3 separate regions of the Mus musculus genome follow, and regions 2 and 3 are each linked to region 1. A link is a contact called in public Hi-C and HiChIP or PLAC-seq data. All regions are on one chromosome and are shown on one strand. Each heading gives the region's core, a stretch centred on a gene start, on an enhancer-like site or on the middle of the called end of the contact. The rest is flanking DNA. Distances are from core to core; before and after follow the strand shown. Region 1 overlaps Pakap (paralemmin A kinase anchor protein). Region 2 overlaps Pakap (paralemmin A kinase anchor protein). Region 3 overlaps Pakap (paralemmin A kinase anchor protein).

What was found. HiChIP or PLAC-seq counts read pairs in DNA pulled down with a chosen protein or histone mark. A called contact is a pair of places that touch in the nucleus more often than the background predicts.
Region 2: a CTCF HiChIP or PLAC-seq map of the NIH/3T3 cell line shows a contact between it and region 1, with 16 read pairs. The contact joins two enhancer-like sites. A contact is called at or near these places in 6 of 15 datasets of contacts at CTCF or cohesin (CD8 T cells, the NIH/3T3 cell line, large pre-B cells and 2 more), 36 of 484 Hi-C or Micro-C datasets (the AML12 cell line, B cells, the C2C12 cell line and 22 more), 22 of 115 datasets of contacts at active chromatin or transcription factors (the NIH/3T3 cell line, bone marrow-derived macrophages, embryonic hindbrain and 10 more) and 1 of 9 other capture datasets (embryonic stem cells).
Region 3: a contact with region 1 is called in a Hi-C map of uterus, with 3 times the contacts expected there. The contact joins two enhancer-like sites. A contact is called at or near these places in 7 of 15 datasets of contacts at CTCF or cohesin (CD8 T cells, the NIH/3T3 cell line, embryonic stem cells and 3 more), 7 of 484 Hi-C or Micro-C datasets (double positive thymocytes, embryonic stem cells, muscle stem cells and 2 more), 18 of 115 datasets of contacts at active chromatin or transcription factors (the NIH/3T3 cell line, differentiating embryonic stem cells, embryonic forebrain and 12 more) and 4 of 9 other capture datasets (adipose tissue, embryonic stem cells, liver and 1 more).

The regions. Positions count from the first base shown.
Region 1 is chr4:57,672,277-57,674,976 of GRCm38.p6, reverse strand. All of the region lies in intron 4 of Pakap (paralemmin A kinase anchor protein), which reads right to left. Among named protein-coding and RNA genes, the nearest start is that of Gm52699, 51 kb to the right of the region's middle. Within about 2 kb of position 1,251, at least 107 of the 459 cell types and tissues checked have an H3K27ac peak or open chromatin away from gene starts, as enhancers often do. A contact at or near this core is called in the NIH/3T3 cell line, adipose tissue, double positive thymocytes and 7 more, where this site is marked.
Region 2 is chr4:57,803,799-57,806,498 of GRCm38.p6, reverse strand. All of the region lies in intron 7 of Pakap (paralemmin A kinase anchor protein), which reads right to left. Among named protein-coding and RNA genes, the nearest start is that of Gm35099, 50 kb to the right of the region's middle. Within about 2 kb of position 1,373, at least 44 of the 459 cell types and tissues checked have an H3K27ac peak or open chromatin away from gene starts, as enhancers often do. A contact at or near this core is called in the NIH/3T3 cell line, embryonic fibroblasts, muscle stem cells and 2 more, where this site is marked.
Region 3 is chr4:57,820,567-57,823,266 of GRCm38.p6, reverse strand. All of the region lies in intron 7 of Pakap (paralemmin A kinase anchor protein), which reads right to left. Among named protein-coding and RNA genes, the nearest start is that of Gm26138, 56 kb to the left of the region's middle. Within about 2 kb of position 1,351, at least 83 of the 459 cell types and tissues checked have an H3K27ac peak or open chromatin away from gene starts, as enhancers often do. A contact at or near this core is called in adipose tissue, double positive thymocytes, heart atrium and 4 more, where this site is marked.

The sequences.
Region 1 (2,700 bases), core at 2-2,501:
TGCTTCTTTCTCATGCATGGCTCACTCAGCCTGCCTTCTTATAGCACCCAGGACCACCAGCCATGATTCCACATTGATCTGGCCCCTCCTACATTATTCATCAAGCAAGAAATGCATATGGGAGAGAACCCACAGGCCAGCCTGATCAGGGCATTTCTTAATTGAGGGTCCTTCTTCCAAAATGTCAGCTTGTGTCAAGTTGACATGAAACGAGGCAGGACATGCTTTAGCTACCCAAACAAGGACAGGACAGAATTTCACAATCTTGATGCCTAGAGTAAGATCTTACGGGAGGAGAAAAATCACCGAGGCACAGATGTGTTTAGGAGTCCTGGCAGCCAATGAAGAGTGAAGGCGCAAGTGGGAATGAGAATCTCAGAAGGGGTGAACTACATCCAGCTTTCAGAACAGGAACAGGAAGTGACGGGGTGGGGGTGGGGTTAAGGGAAGGAGGTTGATCCTGAAAGGCAAGTCGTGGCGGTGGGAGCTGCAGAGAGCTCAGCAGTTAAGAGTGAGGATTCAAGTTCAGATCCAAGCACCCAAGTTAGAAGGCTCACAAACACTTGGAACTCCAGCTTCAAAGAATCCCACACCCTTTCTTGGCCTCTGTTGGCTCCTGCGCACACATGTCCACAAGCACTCACACAGACACATATATACATACATGTAAACTTTAAAAAAAAATTAAAAGAAGTGATTGGATCGACTATGTTCTAGAAAGACTGTGCGGAACCAAATGTGGTATGAGCCATAGTGGAAAACAAATAGTTTTATTTGCTGTCGTTATAATGGCATTGGTGACTTCCTAACCAAATGCTGTGCGCTACAGTGGCCCACAGGCTGGGGGGGTGGGGGGGGGGCAGAAGAGATTAAGCATCATTCAACTGTGAGACTGTGCCTAAAAATGAATGGGGTTGCCCAGTGTCTAGAATTTGTGTGTGTTCAGCAAGACCTTGGCTTTCTCCCTTCTCAGCCCACCTCCCTGTCAGACTAGTTCCTACAGCAGCTGGGCTGCCCGAGACCCACAGGGCTCCTCTTCCTGAGAAAGGGGAGGAAATTCGACAGCAGGTAGTCCTTCCTCCACTGGAGATCTAAGGTTAAGTGTGAGTCAAGGAACATCAAGCCTGTAACTTAAAAATCTCCCAAGGACTGAAATTGTCTCTACTCCACAAGTTCTCACTACAGGGACAATAAGCACCCGCTAAGATGCTTCTCAACGCCCTCATCCGGCCAGAGCAGGAAACACCTGGAGGAACAGTCTGCAAACACAGGCTTGTCTTCCAGTGATCCCAGGCACCCGACAATGAACCCTGGGAGGGCTATAGACACATCTCAGCCCAGCACTGCTGGCCTCTTTGGAGCCTCTCTGACATTTCTTTGTCAGTCTACCCCCTCACAGATACAACAGAAACATTCTATCTTTAAAATGCCAGTGAGAAGGTCCTATGGCGCTTTTTGCTGCGGCTTAGGGTTTTGAGGTAGAAGCAGCTTCGCCCTGGCTCAGGCTCATGTGTGCCCCCTAGTGGCTGGATCATGTAAAGGCTCAGGGATGGACTGGGTTTCAGTGAGGATGGCTGGTCTGCATCCTAGGCGGTCTCTTAAGTCAGCTGAGCTGACCACTATCTTACCATATTTATTATGGTGTTTTGAAACAGCTATTATGACGAAAATGCTATTCTGAGAAAGGTTTGGATTTCTGGAACTTTCAGTCCACATGTAAGATTAAGATTTCCCTTACATCAGGAACTCCCCAATGGAAACTTCCAGATGCAAAATGATTCATGTGTAGGGATCAAAGCCAGAGAATGGCACTCCTTAAGCCAAATTAGAGTTTTTGTAACACGTGAGTTCAGAGCCAAAGAAAAACAATGCCGTTTAAGATTTCTCCTGTACTGTGCAAGACATGTAGCTCAGTGGCAGAAACACTTCCCCTTTGTTTGCGAGAGCCCCACTTCCATTCCAGAACTGGAAAAATCAAAACAAAATGATTTAGCGACAGATTTAAGCTTTTAAGCAAAACCTTCTGACAGAGAGACAACCTGATAGACCATTTGAAATTCAAGAACTGGAAAGCGAGACATAGACTGAAAAGTCTTTTATTTATTTATTTTTAAAAATTTCAGACTGAAAAAACTTTTCCAGGAATGCTTGAATTTCAGTTTTGGTTTTGCAGAGTCTCGTGTAGGCTGGTGTGGCCTTGCATTCACAATGTTCTGAGGGGGCCTTGACCTTCCGATGCTCTTGTGTCCACAGACCTAGTGCTGGTATTGTAGGCATCACCACTACTCCTGACTTCTAGGTTTCAGATTTTGGGATACTTGAGCATGGGTAATGGGAGTCCTTGGAGATGGGATGGAAATCTTAGTTACATTCTACATAGGCTTCATTCACATAGCCTGACGCTAATTTTATACACTCAATATTTTAAATCATTTTGCCTATGAAACAAAGGCTCTTGGTGTGGAATTCTCCAACTGTGGTATTATAACACATGAAGCAGTTTCCAGCTTTGGAGCATTTCAGAGTTGGGATCTGGAGGATTAAGAATGCTAAAGCTATAGGGCATAGTGTGCTGAAACTGAACACACTGGTCACGCTTGAGACAGACAGACAGACAGACACACACAGACACACAGACACACACACACACACACACACACACGGGACGGGACGGGGGGAATCTGTGCAGCCTGCTTGTTT
Region 2 (2,700 bases), core at 124-2,623, 130 kb before region 1:
AAACAAACAAAGCACTAAGTATAGGCTTTTTCTTTTAAAGATTTATTTATTTATGTCATAAATGTGAGTACACTGTTGCTGCCTTCAGACACACCAGAAGAAGGCATCGGATCCCATTACAGATGGTTGTGAACCACCATGTGGTTGGTTACTGGGAATTGAAGTCAGTACCTCTGGAAGAGCAGTCAGTGCTCTTATTCGCTTAGCCATCTCTCCAGCCCCCTAAGTATAGGCTTTTTGAGCACCACTTTCTAAGTTCACGAGACTACTGCTATCCCTGAAGGACCTTGATTTTTTTTCTTTCTTAATAAACTTTTTCTGTTTCTAGATAACAACAGTGATAACTATGTTCAGTGCAATGTTATTTTTTTTAAAAATAACTTTTTTAAAGGTTTATTTATTTTATATATGTGAGTACATTGTAGCTGTCTTCAGACACATCAGAAGAAGACATCAGATTGGATTTGAACTCAGGGCCTCTGGAAGAACAGTCAGTGCTCTTAACCACTGAGCCATCTCTCCAGCCCCCATGCAATGATATGTATAAAGTCAAATACTAGAAGCCAGTACATCAGTGAGCCGCAGACACAGCTTGGGAGTAGCACACTGGCCAAGCACCCAGCATGTATGATGCCCTAGGTTCAACCACCAGCTCCCCCAAAATTAAATAAATGAGGGCACACGTAATTGAGATAGCACAGAGGGTAGAGTGCTTCCCTTGAAAGCCTGAGATCAGCATTTGAACCCCCAGATCCACATAAAAGTGGAGAGAACTGATCCCCAAATGTTGACCTCTGGCCTCCATCCGTGTAGGGTAGGGGGCACATGTACACCCACAACAGTAATTTAATAAATAAAAACTTAAAAGAATAAAATAAACAAGAAGCTACGAAATCACCCCTAATATAAACCACCTGATAAATTCCAGTGGCTAATATGTAGCCATTAAAGACACATACATACACTAAATGAATAAGTAAAAAAAAAAAAAAATTAAACAAACAGACAGATACAATTTCGGGAAGGGGAAGCGCATGACAAGCAATAACTCATGAACGAGAGCCATCTTTAAAAAGTTCTCTACAAAGAAGTGAACCTCCAGGCTGAGTTTTCTTTTCATTAGTTTTGCACTGTTTTTGTTACTGTTGCTTTATTTTGTTTTGACGAAGAGTTTTGCTTTGCGGCCAAGAATAACTTCAGATGTAGCATCCTCCTGCCCCAGGTCCTTGAGTGCCGGACCTCAGGCCTCTGACTCCACACCTAGCATTTTTACGGTGTTTTGTTTTGTTTTAAATCTGTCTTTGATAGTGGGCAAGCACTTTTCATAGCCCGGGAAGGAACAAATCATGTGAACATCTGAGTCAGGCCACAGGCATTTGGAGGTACCAGCCTGATGCGTCACATCGTGGAATGTGCATGGAGGACATCTAATCTCATCAGGCTGAGCTCTGTTTGCAGTATCACGTTAGTATATCACATTAGTAGCAGATTGAAATGACCTGGGCCTCAGTAGAATGTCACTGGAGCAGCATATGACCCCCTCAGTGTCTTCCCACCATGATCCCATAGCTTTGCTGGTGCTCAGGAGAAGTAGCTAGTGGCACTATTAGGAGATGTGGCCTTGTTGCAGAAAGTGTGTCACTAGGGGACAGGCTCTGAGGTCCCAGATGCTCAAGCCACACCCAGTGTGTCATTCACTTCCTATACTGCCTGTGGATCCAGATGTAGATCTCTCAGATTCCTCTCCAGCACTGTGTTTGCCCGAATACTGACTGCCATGCTTCTTGTCATGATGATAATGGATGAAACCTCTGAACCCCAGTTACATGTTTTCCTTTATAAGAGTTGCTATGGTCATGGTGTCTCTTCACTGCAATGAAAACTGCAATGCAACTAAGACAGAAAAATAGTGATACTTTTCTTTACCTATTTACAATTTCTAAAAATTAGAATTTTACCAGGAAGTAGTTCGATTGGCAGCGTCTTTGCCCATCCTGAAGCCCTGGGCTCAGGCCCTGGTTTCTCATATACTGGGATAGGATGATCATATAGACCTCTAATCCCAGCACTCAGGAAGTGGAGACAGGAGGATCATAAACTCAAGGTCATCTCTGGTTACATAATGAGTTAGAGGTTAGCCGGAGATATATGAGACCCTGTCTCAATAGATTAATTATAAAATTAGAATATATGGCATGCATATATTATTCTGAGTCCGTTGTAGACATAATGCTCCACTGTTTTTATTCAGTGAATATGTCCTTTAAAAAAAAAACACCAAAACAACAAAACAAAAACAAAGCCAAAGCCAGCCTCACCCTTGATTGGATTCTAGTTCCCAGATTACAGACCCCAGACAAAATGGTCCAATTCAAGGTCCCCAGTGCCATTCAGGTCTCATATCATGAACCTCTTCCAATGTGGGACACTTTCTAGACTCTCTCTTATGGCTCATGACCTTTTAACATCACAGCTATTTCATTGAGTATCCCTAGTTAAGATAATATAAAAGACAGAAAAATTTACAAGTAGGGTTGGAAAGATGACTCGGGGATAAGAATAGCTATGGATCTTCCAGAGGACTCAAGTTTTATCTTCCAAGTTTATTTCCTAGTGCCTACACTGGGGTGTTCATCATGAAACTACGGCTCCACAGGAGCCAATGCCTTCTTCTGGCCTCGGTGAGCAATGTATTCATGT
Region 3 (2,700 bases), core at 102-2,601, 150 kb before region 1:
TCTGAGTTCAGGTTTTACAAACCTGTGCCACCAATGCCCACATAAATGTCCCTTCCTAAACCAGTATGAGTGCCAAGCCCACAATCCTTGCTTCCAAGAGCATGTCAGAGCTTTTACAACCACACAAACCTCCTTATATTAAAAGTCCACATTGTACTTACATACAATAATAAATAAATCTTTGAAGAAAAAAAAAACAACAACAACCAACCAAAAGACAGGGCTCGGGAGCTATTCAGCAGGTAAGAACCCTCACCATGCAAGCATGAGAGCCTGAGTTCAAAGCCGCAGTGCCCATGTAAAAGGCCTGTATGGAACACCAGCATAGGAGACGAGACAGACAGGTGCCTCTCAGGAGCATCTGGCCAGAAAGCCTAGCCAAGTCAGCAAGCTTTTGGTTCACTTAGAGAACGTTTCCCAAAATCATGAGGCCAGAAGCCATAGAAGATACCCAGCATCCTTCTATGCACGTGCAGACACAGGTGTGTACCCTCCCCACACGTGCACCCTACAAGACACACATACACAGGATAAATAAGACACACATATGGGAGGATGTGGGACTGTTATATCTTAGTTTTTCTGCATGCAAGTGAAAATGAATAAATCCTAAACAAGGGGTTTTTGTTTTTGTTTTTTTTTTTTTTTTTTTTTTTTGCTTTAAACAAACCCATTTCATATATATACAAGCACACCCTCCCCCGTGCACACACACCCCCCTTCCATAACCTCAAGAGAACCACCTGGGATTAGAGAAGCAGGAAGCCAGCGCACACAGCTTCCTAAATAGACTTAAGTAATTTCCAGAGAGTTCTGAAAATGTAGTCCTGATTCTGTGTTTGTCTGTTTTTAATCCACATGAGCTGGAAGAAGCCCACGTAAGCAGATGGTACCCCCTTCACTTTACAAGACTTTCTCTCCCCAGGCAGGTTAGAATCCTCCGGACTCTCTGACCCAGGCCGAGAGACACCCAGATGCATAAACAACCCCCCCCCCCCCACCTCCACAAGTCAGAGTACTTGGCCAGAAGAGGGCCTCCGATGAGATGCAAAGAATTTGTTTCAAGCAATAGAAAAAGGAGGTGCCCCTGGCCTTTGCTCGTGCCTCCTCCACAGCCAGCACGTTCAGGATCATGCTACACAACTGGAGCAGACTTCACAGCACACTGTGAGCCTGGCTTCCTCGCAGTTTGCCTGAGATTGTTACGAGTTGGTTTAAAACCATCATACACTCAATCATCTGCTTAAAATCCCCAGAGAACTGCCTCCCCGGAAACAAAGCGCTGTGTAAGGAAAGGTAGGGGAGGGCCTGGGTAATAAGCAGGGAGAAAGGAGACATTGGCAGGCTCTCGGCTCCTCACTCTGGCTTTCTTAAAGAAACAGTGTCCACAGGAACACAGCACGGTTAGATCTGGAAGTGTCAGGGAGGGGGGCTTTTCCTTTCTAGGTGACTCAGTGCTTTGAGTTCATCAATGCAAGGTCCTTAAAGAAGAGAAGGCTGTTGGGTGTAGCTCCACACAGCTGGGAATCCCAGGCCTTGGAAGGGAGGATCAAGTTCAAGGAGGACACATATGGAGGTGGACACACAGGATCAGAAGTCCAAGATCTTCCCCTGCTACAGAGAGACTTCAAGGTCAGCATGGGTTACTACATGAGATAAGGTCTCACATGAACTGGTGAGAGAGAGAGAGAGAGAGAGAGAGAGAATAATAGGATAAAAGAGAAATGTGGGTCAGAAGATGACTCAGTGGGTAGAGGAGCTTGCCGCCAAGCCTGATGACCTGAGTTGGATCCCTGGAGCCCACATGGTAGAAATAAACAATCAGCTCCCTATAAGCTGTCCTCTAACCTCCACATTCGTGTCCTAGCATTTGAGGGCGCTCCAGCACATACATACAAAATAAATAAATAAACCAATGTAATTAAAAGTAGAAATGAGCCTCCTCCCTTGAGGTGTGCCAGATATGCGCTCTCAAAAGACAACTCCACCACGAAGGTGATCCCGCGACCTACCGAGAAGAGGGAGAACAGCATCCAGGTAGCGATCATGACCTGCCGCCCCCGCTGTGACACCTAACCTTGAGAATCAGCTGCTGGGAAAGTTTCACCCGGCTTTCCTTCTCTTTCTCCGATCTCACATCAGATGTGAGGACACGGCCGGCAGCCAGGTCACAGTGCTCAGGTGAAGCAGGAGCAGCTTGTACCTCGCACCTGCGCGTTTGTATTGGACAGACACAGACCTAAGAGACACGGAGTGCAACGTGAACCCGCCCAGCTTCTCCGATTCAAAGGTTACAGCTTGGAACCATGTTGGAACCTTCAAGGACGAATGAAACGGGAGTCGACTGTATTTATTTTTACACACCTCTCACGATCACCTTACACTTATCAGCCTGATTATGATTTAACAAATAAGTGGGCTATCCGTTGAATTTAAATGATTTTAAAGTCCCAGGTAAGGAAGGCTTCTCTTGTGTGTTCATATTAAGTCACGCACGGCTCTGGCTTGTTTTATAATGGCAGAAAGTGACCTTTAAGGCTTCTTGTAAAGCCGTTGACTCTCCACAATAAGGAAAGGACACTGGACACTGTGTTTACAGTAAAGAGAAGTAACCATTGGCTCCAACAAAGGCACCTTTACAGAGACAGAGAAAACCTGTTCCCAGGAGGTGAGGCCCTGGTACAGAAAAGACAGGGCCAC